Linked DNA regions of Zea mays: all the other regions are linked to region 1. Evidence: chromatin contacts called from public Hi-C data. All regions are on one chromosome and are shown on one strand. Each heading gives the region's core, a stretch centred on a gene start, on an enhancer-like site or on the middle of the called end of the contact. The rest is flanking DNA. Distances are from core to core; before and after follow the strand shown.

Region 1 (2,912 bases), core at 122-2,621:
AGGAATTTTTGTCAACTCGTTTCTAAGACCTTAAATAACCGTGTAAAACCTCTATTAAAAGTGATTTAGTTACAATATTTTACTATTTTTTTATCGGTCATTTAGTTAATATGTTAGTGTGTGAAATAGTGAAACAAACTTTTATATTAAAAGACAATTTTTATTCTTAGTTTTATAACACTTTTGATGTTGTGATAATGTTAAAGAAGTATTACAAAATTTCCATAAAAATAGCCTCGGAGTAAAAAAAAGATGATACTGTATTTACTACTAGGGAAACATATCTATGCAATCAGTTATATTGGTGTAATCATACAATCAAATGATCTAGTGTATTCAATAAAAATCAAAAAAATCCAACGATGATTGCTATTTTAGATGGAAAAGGTTAAATGTAAAATAACAACTAGGTTTTAGGATTAGGTTGAAGGGGTTAAATATAAAATAGTAGTCACTGTTGAATTTTGATTGGATGTACCGGATCACTTGATTGCGCAATTGCACTAACATAACTGATTAGCACACATCCCTAACCTATAAAGACACGATAACCCCATGTGCCACTTCGTATGTGGGTCTCAATCACCGTACTTTATGTTTTATTTTTTTGGAATTAAGAGCCATAAAGAAGTCCCAATTACTTTATCGCTTGTCATAGAATATAGTTGGTTCCTCTTCGCTATTACTTTCAAAATACAGTGTAAAGGTGTGGGTATGGAAAGAAATAACACCGCGTAAATAGTCATTTCCTTATTTTATCCATCCATTTTTTGAGCACATATAAATTTGTCTTTAAAACATTGAGTATATATTGGCTATATAGTTGTGTGCTTTATGTTTTTTATATAGACAGTAAAAATTCAATAATTCATGTCATATAAGTTGCCGTTTGGTTAGCGTATTTATAACGTGATGGAGAACTGATAACATTATATCATGTTTGTTTAGCTTCAATCGTAATTAAATATCACACTAGAAACTAATACCGATCTATTCAAACTTGTTACCACCGGTACTCGAGTGTAAATCATTACCGTTACTAGTTATATTACATTTCGTGAACTAAACAACACCTAAACCTTTTGCATTGACACAAGAGAATCGTACCATCGACACAAGAAAACAGAGTAGAAATGTAGAATGGATGGTGACCTGAATACATCCAACATATGTATCCTCTTCTCTAAGAAAAAGACCTTCCACTGTTGATTTTAGTTGGCTCACATTCCTCCTCTGATTTTAGTGGTAAAGAACGTCAATATATGAGTGCTAGTAAAAAAACAAGGCCAGGGGAAAATGGACGCTAGCCAAAGCAAGAAAGCCACCCGCCGTCCGCCGACGACAAGACGCACACGGTACTCATCACACAAACTTGAGAGCGGCAAAATAACAATTTTTTTTTTCTCACACAGACTTGAGACCCGTCCCCGTCTCATGCTTTCCTTCCTGGCCATCGAAACGGAGGGACACCGGATAACGAGCCAGGATTTCCACCGCGCGCGCCCAAGCGGTTAAATAAAAATCCCACCCGCCGCGGCGAGCGTCTGCCCGTCACTGTCCTGTATCTCTCGCAAATCTCCCACCCGCCCCACATAATAAGAACCGCCGCCGCCGCCGCCGCCGCCGCTCTTCTCCAACCTCCGTCTCTCCGAGCATGCACTCTGCGTTCTCGTCCTGCCGTCCTACTCGCTACGCGGCGCGGCTCTGAATTGGCATCTCCCGACCCCGCCTCTCGCGCGCCGTCCCCCCGTCCCCGCACCTGCCGAAGCTGAACCCCGGTCCCGGCGGCATTGCGCGCGCGCTCTCTCTTTCTCTCTCTCGCTGGAGGCGGGACCGCGGGAGAGCCGTCTCACTCAGCGGCGCCGCGGGCCGCTGGCCCTGCCGCACCCGCGCAGGGTGGTTGGTCCCGTGTCGGGTGTGGTGAGGCGCTGACTTGGACGGGACGCAATCAGCGGACGAAGGAAGCTTCGGGCGTGGCCGCGTCGCTTCGCCTCGTCTCCTGCTACTTGTTCGGAACTTCTCCATCTTTCCCCACAGTTGGTTTTGATCTTAGCGTGCCGTATCGCCCTATCGGGGATGGGGTTGCTGGAGTTCGCGGTGGGTAAGGCCAGATCCCTTGCCGCCGCCACTGACCTGGAGCAGCGGCACGTGCACAAGGGCGAGCTCGCGCGGATCGAGACGCGGCGGTGCCAGGAGGCGGGCCATGGCGTGACCACGCCCAAGGCCCAGGGGCCGGCTTCGCCCGTCGGGCCGCCCACGCCCCCGCGCCGCCTGACCGAGGCGAGATCTGGAGGCCAAGCCGATGCCGGCCCGCGCTCTCATCCTCCCGGCTGTGATACTAGGTAAATGCAAGTCTACCGCAGTTCTTACAACTTGCCGTAAATAGATACCTAAAAAAGTCAAGCGTTGCTTAAAAACATGGAAGTTTAAGTTGTCTGGTCGATTGACTGGGAACTGTATTTATCCTTCCTTTTTCTATGGACTTGAAACTGTGCTGTTTGGTTCAGTAATGATAATGGGATCTCTTACCGGCGGTAATGGTTACTAGTTATAATTGGAATGGTTACTAGAAAGAGCTCAACTAAACAAAAGTATCAGTATCCATTACCCCATGCCATTTGCGTTACATTTCGGCGAACCAAACAACACCGGCAGTGCCGGCGTGGGCAAGTTACAAACATATTGGCTGGCTAGGGCAAACACATGACATGTGTATATCTTTGTGATTTGTCAATTGTCTTTCTGAATTCTGATTGGGGTTGAATAACCTTTGAATCGATTTTTGGCTGTGGATGCAGGCGAGTGGATGAGGAGGCTGCTGACGAGTCAGGGGCCCAGTTTGCAGCCTCTGTGACTGACTTCTTACATGACTTCTCAGATACCGAATCTAGTGTTAGTAACTCCATGTACAG
Region 2 (2,912 bases), core at 125-2,624, 320 kb after region 1:
ACAATATCAACTTATTTTGAAGTTATTGAAAAACACATGAAACCACCATTGAGAGCAATTTTTTTCATTTCATACATTTTTATTGGTCATTTCGATGCAACATTTAATTGACATTTTAGCATGTAAAATCATGAACTAAAACTTTTGCATGTTTTATTCTTTTTTCATCTCATTCTTGATGGTGCGCAATATTAAGAATAACACAATGAAACTCTTATTTGGAGTAGCCTTAGGCTATTCCTAACCCACTATTTCTTATCACGATATACAACTTGCCAAATCATATGTTGCTATACAAGATATAGTTGTCCTAATTATAATATCATCTGATGTTCAATAGTCTTACAGGATTATTAAATGTTAGATGTATACAAGAGTATGAATCGTGCCTGAGCGACATCTCTATTAAAATCTTTATTCTCTTTCCTCTTTACTCACATGTCACATCAGCTTTTCATTCTACCTGGCATATAGCCATATACTAAATGAGTAAGATACCATTAATCCAAACACATTAATAGTTGTATTAGAGATACGAAATTAAAATTAAGGGTATGTTTATATCTCTAGTGCTAAAGTTTAGCGGCTGCTAAAATTTAGCATGTGCTAAACATTAGCACTTGAGGACTGTTTGGATAAAGTGCTAAACTTTATCAACTGCGGCGGCCAATGGTGGGAGAGTGAAAGGGGTAATCCATGCAAAATAGGATTGGAGACTATTTTTAGCATAGTTTTATCATCTTTGGTTGAGCTAAAGTGCTAATATATGCTAAACTTTAGCACAACACTTTTTGTCACATGTTTGTTTCTTTAGCGTCTAAACTTCAGAAGAAAAAAATATAGTGCTAAAGTTTAACGAGAAAACAAACGGTCCTAAAACAAGGTTAAAATGTAAAAAGTTCGGTGGCCTCGTGAATCGTGGTCCGGAGCAGAACTCACGTGGGACCCGTTCCCCGCGCAGAGAATCCCGAGGCCCCACCGCGGGAGCCACTGGCCGCCCACCACGGTTCACCTCGTGCGCTCTCCTTCCCGGACACGTGTCGTCCTATCAACGACCCGCCCACCGCGTCTGAGCCACGCTGGACGCTCGGTCGCCGCACACTCTTCCACCGACATGCGGGGTTCCATTCCTCTCCGCCCAAAATGTCAGTGGCGTTCGACGTAACCAGGCAGAGTGCAGCAGGAAGGACGTTGTGTCGTACCACGTGGGGGACTCGACCGGGGGAACCGGTAAACGTGGCGCGGGCCCCGCCGAGAACGACGCGAGCGATCCGGTCACCGCGGCCCGGGCCCGCTGGCCCCTAGTCGCCACGCGAACCACTCCTTTATTTCTTTTGTTTCCTACTCCTATTTTTAATTATTTTTTTGTTTCCTAATGCCCTCGTTTTCAATTAAAAAGTGAAGCGCAAGCCATTAAACAAACACAAATAGCACACACGGGCACACGGCAGGCCTACAACTACAAGAGGAGAGGAGAAGAGAGAGGAGAATTTTCAATGCTGCCGCGCACCGTCATCACTAGCTAGTGGAGGGGCGGACGAGAAGGCGAGGAGCTGAGGGGAGAGAGGCTTCACAGAGCTTGCTTGAGCCTGGAGGGGGCTGCCGCTGTTTGTCTCTCCACTCCACCCACCAGCAGTTACCTCGGGAGGGCATGGCAAAATCTGGTGCCTCCTTTCCGGAGTCCAGTTGGATGGAGAGGGATTTCCTGGCCGCGATCGGCAAGGAGCAGCAGCACCCGCACAAGGAGGAGGCAGGCGCGGAGGAATCTGGTATGCTCCCGGCCTCCTTTCGCCGCCTGCCGCGCTGCGTTTCTTGATCTGTGCCCGCACCGAGCCGTGCCCTAGTTTCTTGCCGTGCTGGGGTTGGGTTCGCTCCATTCGGTGCGGCGAGATGCGGCATGGGTGCGCTGCGAAATTCAAGCGTCCCTTTCCTCTCTCTCTCTCTTTTCTCTGTGTGTGTTTTGTTGCTGATTACTTTATCTTCGCAACAAAGAGTGTGGGCTTGCTTGGCTGGCATGCCTGCCGAATTCCTTTTGACGGCCGGCCTGCCGTGTACGCTCGATTGTGGGGAGAGTTAATACGTGAAGAAAGCGACGATGTTTCCGGGAGAGGCTGGCCGAGCCTTTCGGACAGCCGCGCGTGTCGTTAGTTGATTTCGAGCTGCTAGTAGTCTGATCGCTCGTGTGGGATGGGGATGGTTAACGGATCCATCTCTGGGTTCTTGCTTTGCTGTGTGTATTTATGTGCCGGCGTCTGATTGTCAGAGGCATGTGTGCAATCTCTCTCCCCAGCTTACTTCGGCGGAGCAGGAGCAGCAGCAGCAGCCCCGGCAATGGACTGGTCCTTCGCTAGCAAGCCCGGCGCCGCCCCGGCGTTGATGTCGTTCCGGTCAGCTTCGTTCCCCCAGTTCTCCTCCTTCGACGGCGCCAAGAACCCGGCCCCTCGTATCCTCACGCACCAGGTTTGCGCGGCTGCCCTTCTTGGTTCTGGTCCATGTCAGCTTCCGAGTTTTTACTGATACATCTAGGTCCCTTTTCGGGCCTCTGATGATGCTTTTGCAGAGGTCGTTCGGCCCCGACAGCACGCACTACGCCGCCGCGCACCGCACGCAGCATGCGCTGAACGGGGCTAGAGTCACTCCGGTCTCGTCGCCGTTCAACCAGAACAGTCCGATGTTCAGGGTCCAGAGCTCGCCTAGCCTTCCGAACGGTACTGCGTTCAAGCAGCCGCCTTTTGCCATCAACAACAACGCTGCGGCCAGTTCTACTGTTGGTTTCTATGGAACAAGGTACTCCTGGTTTATCTGCTGTTACCACAGTGACTTATAAAAGTGGCTGTGGAATTAGTATCGACTGAAACATTGCTTGTTTTGCCTGTGAAGGGATGTGGTGAGGCCAAAGACAGCACAATTGA
Region 3 (2,912 bases), core at 198-2,697, 310 kb before region 1:
GTTCGCTGATCAATCCGTAATGCCTAATAAACTTTGTACAATATCCTGTTAAGCCCAGAATATCCCTCAACTCCTTAATTCTTTGGTGTAGGCCACCGCTCCACAATAGCCATTTTTTTAGGGTTCAGCGACCCTTTGCCTGAAATACAACGCACCAAATGCTCTAGCTCAGACTCAGCAAATAAAAATTTTGATAATTTAGTCTGTCTGATGCTTCGTCGAGATATCTTTAGGATCGTATGACGTTAAAATAGGCAATCAGGGCGGTGAAATATTGCGGAAGCATAAAAATATTTACGCCACTTTCTTCTAATCACAAAACCAAAATATAGCACTTTTATAAATCTGAACAGATTGTTGTTACGTTAGTAAAAACATTGCCGACCAAAATCCATAACTTGGATTGATCTCAAAATGTAACAGATTAAACTAGATAAAATTATGTCTAACCCAACTATAATCGCGTCGATCGGAATTCTGGTCTAAAGTTATTAACGAAACAAGATCATTGATCCAGAGAGTAATGAAAATTAATCTAGATCTAATTTCGAAATTAAACATCATCATCATCATCAACATCAACATAGTCTTTTAGTCTCAAGCAAGTTGGGATATGCTAGAGTTGAAAGCCAATAAGATGTCACCAAAAGGATAAAGAAAGAGAAAGGGGAGGAGAAAAGCTTTTGAAGCACTAAAAGAAAAAAAAGGCATAATCACGGTTCAGTCATGTGGATAGCTTCTTTCCAAGCACTTCTATCCAAACACAACTTTTCATTCCTTCAAATCCCTTTTGATTGCTTCCTCCCATGTTAAGTTTGATCAATTTCTACATCTCTTCACATTATTGTCCCGTCTTATGATGCCTCTATGCACCGGTGTCTTTGAGGCATTCCGGTGGACATGACCAAACCATCTCAACCGGTGCTGAATAAACTTTTCTTCAAATAGCGCTACTCTTTCGAAATTAAACAATAACCGGAAAAGATTAATATCTCAAACTTTGTAGATCAGTTAATAGATGCCTTAGTAATAATCTAGATGTGCCAAAACATCGGTCACCATTGAAAACAAATATTCAATCTAGAACCAAAACTAATAATCCAATTAATCAAACAAAGAAAGAGGAATAACATTGCCGCACTAATATTGCATAATCAATTATTTAATCATCAAAATTTGTGTACAAAAGTGCTCCTCCAAAGCACCAGAGAGTTCTCCCTTGATATCTCCTGAAAAATCTAGATTAATCTCTCCAATAAATCTAATCTAGAGTCTAAAATTTCTAATGTGCGTTCTAAGAAAAAGAAAAAAACAGTCTCTATTTATAAGGACTTGCAGTCCTAATCCAGCCCAAACTCAAATTCCACCTAACCGCATGGGCCATGCGCCCATGCCTCAGCCTCCATCGGGTCGCTAGCGCCTCCTCGGCTTGGGCCGCCAACGCCTCCTCAGGCTGCCACCGCAACCACGCCATGGCGCTCCTGTGGGCCGTGGCCAGCGGACAAGCCACGCGCGTACGCTTGAAGCCGCTCCCAGCAAACGGACCGCCTCCACGCCACGCTGCAGGCAGCAGGATGCTGGAGTGGATTTTTTTTTTTCATCCGGAATACAAAGAATATCTTTTACGGCCTCTCACATCAATCCATAGATGAGCAAGCGGACCGCCTGATACGGCACGGTCCGGGCCCAGACCAGACACGGCCTAAATAGGCATGGCACGAATAGGCCCACGGGCCTATCGGACCGGGTCTGTACAGTCCTGTGTGCCTCGCTAGGGGCCTAGGCACGGCCCTTCGGGCCGTTTTTCGGGCCGAGCCAGCCCGAAAAGACCTGGCCCAGAAGAGTAACAGAAAAACATAGTTTGAACAAAAACATGCACAATCAACATTCAACACAGTTTGAATAAAATGTACACAAATATTGAGCTGTTAGTGCAATGCCGCCTCATTAAAAACATTCTTAGGTAAAACTCACACCTCGTAAGAAACCCTAGAAAGGAAAAAAAGTACGACCAGCTCAGTTTATAATTAAAATATTTAAAGTTATTACAAGCCAAAGTGTCAGATCAGATCAGAATTCAGAAACACTTTACACTTCACATTCTCAGCCTCACAAGATCAATTCAAACTCAGGCAGCAGCACCTTCTTCATCCAGCCAAATCTCTTTGAAGGACTCCTCTAACTCATTGTCCACCATATCATGTTGTGTCCGTTGTTGGCCTAGCTCCCAATCTTTGATGCACACCAACATCTCCACTGTCTCTACGTTCAAGCGTCATTGCCGATCCTCAAGAATCCTGCCAGACAAACTGAAAGTAGACTCCCAAGAAGTAATTGAGGCAGCAACAGACATAATGTCTCTAGCCATATGAAGCGTCCCGATCCTTTGAGACTCAAATGTGATACAATCACTAGTCCCAGGAGGCTAGTAAATACATTCATTTCTTCAAATAGTATAGAGTTTCGAATAATAGTTATTACAATACCAAAATACAAGCTCTAGCGAGCCTGGGAACATAGCACAATGGAAGATCATCTAGCCCAAGCCACAGGCAGACTAGGTGCAGACACAACCCCCTTCTAGTCGAACATAGCAGAAAAGAAGTCTTCAGCTGCTGAAAAACATAAATAAAATCTGGGTGAATACACTAGGTATTCTGCAAGCCCATCCCGCCCGTAACGAGGGAGGGACCTATACAATACATGCTTGGTATGGTGGAGTTAAAGTCGCTCTTTTCTTTTTCAGAGAAAGGCAATACTTTTGTCGTTTTACCCAAGAGAGAGGAGTAGCACATTTTCACACTCAACCACCACTGAGCTTCCCGCTCACGTGGTATTACTTTTATTTCCAAAAACACCCACACACTTGCCCTTCTTACGAAGCTTAAAAACACTAATTGCCATACCACACC

The links. Hi-C and Micro-C count contacts between places; a contact is called where the count stands out from the background.
Region 2: a Hi-C map of ear shows a contact between it and region 1, with 2.6 times the contacts expected there. The contact joins the promoter of LOC100273108 here to the promoter of LOC103632727 in region 1. A contact is called at or near these places in 2 of 25 Hi-C or Micro-C datasets (ear and leaf mesophyll).
Region 3: a Hi-C map of tassel shows a contact between it and region 1, with 2.0 times the contacts expected there. The contact joins the enhancer-like site here to the promoter of LOC103632727 in region 1. A contact is called at or near these places in 2 of 25 Hi-C or Micro-C datasets (ear and tassel).

The regions. Positions count from the first base shown.
Region 1 is chr7:113,722,458-113,725,369 of Zm-B73-REFERENCE-NAM-5.0, reverse strand. It overlaps LOC103632727 (putative 1-phosphatidylinositol-3-phosphate 5-kinase FAB1C), which reads left to right and starts at 1,371. Exons shown (of 11, transcript XM_008654468.3): 1 at 1,371-2,342; 2 at 2,799-2,912. The coding sequence starts at 2,077.
Region 2 is chr7:113,401,883-113,404,794 of Zm-B73-REFERENCE-NAM-5.0, reverse strand. It overlaps LOC100273108, which reads left to right and starts at 1,374. Exons shown (of 7, transcript NM_001147557.2): 1 at 1,374-1,769; 2 at 2,291-2,460; 3 at 2,561-2,787; 4 at 2,881-2,912. The coding sequence starts at 1,652.
Region 3 is chr7:114,028,331-114,031,242 of Zm-B73-REFERENCE-NAM-5.0, reverse strand. No RefSeq gene overlaps it. Among protein-coding and RNA genes, the nearest start is that of LOC100501848, 74 kb to the left of the region's middle. Within about 2 kb of position 1,447, at least 16 of the 20 cell types and tissues checked have an H3K27ac peak or open chromatin away from gene starts, as enhancers often do. A contact at or near this core is called in ear and tassel, where this site is marked.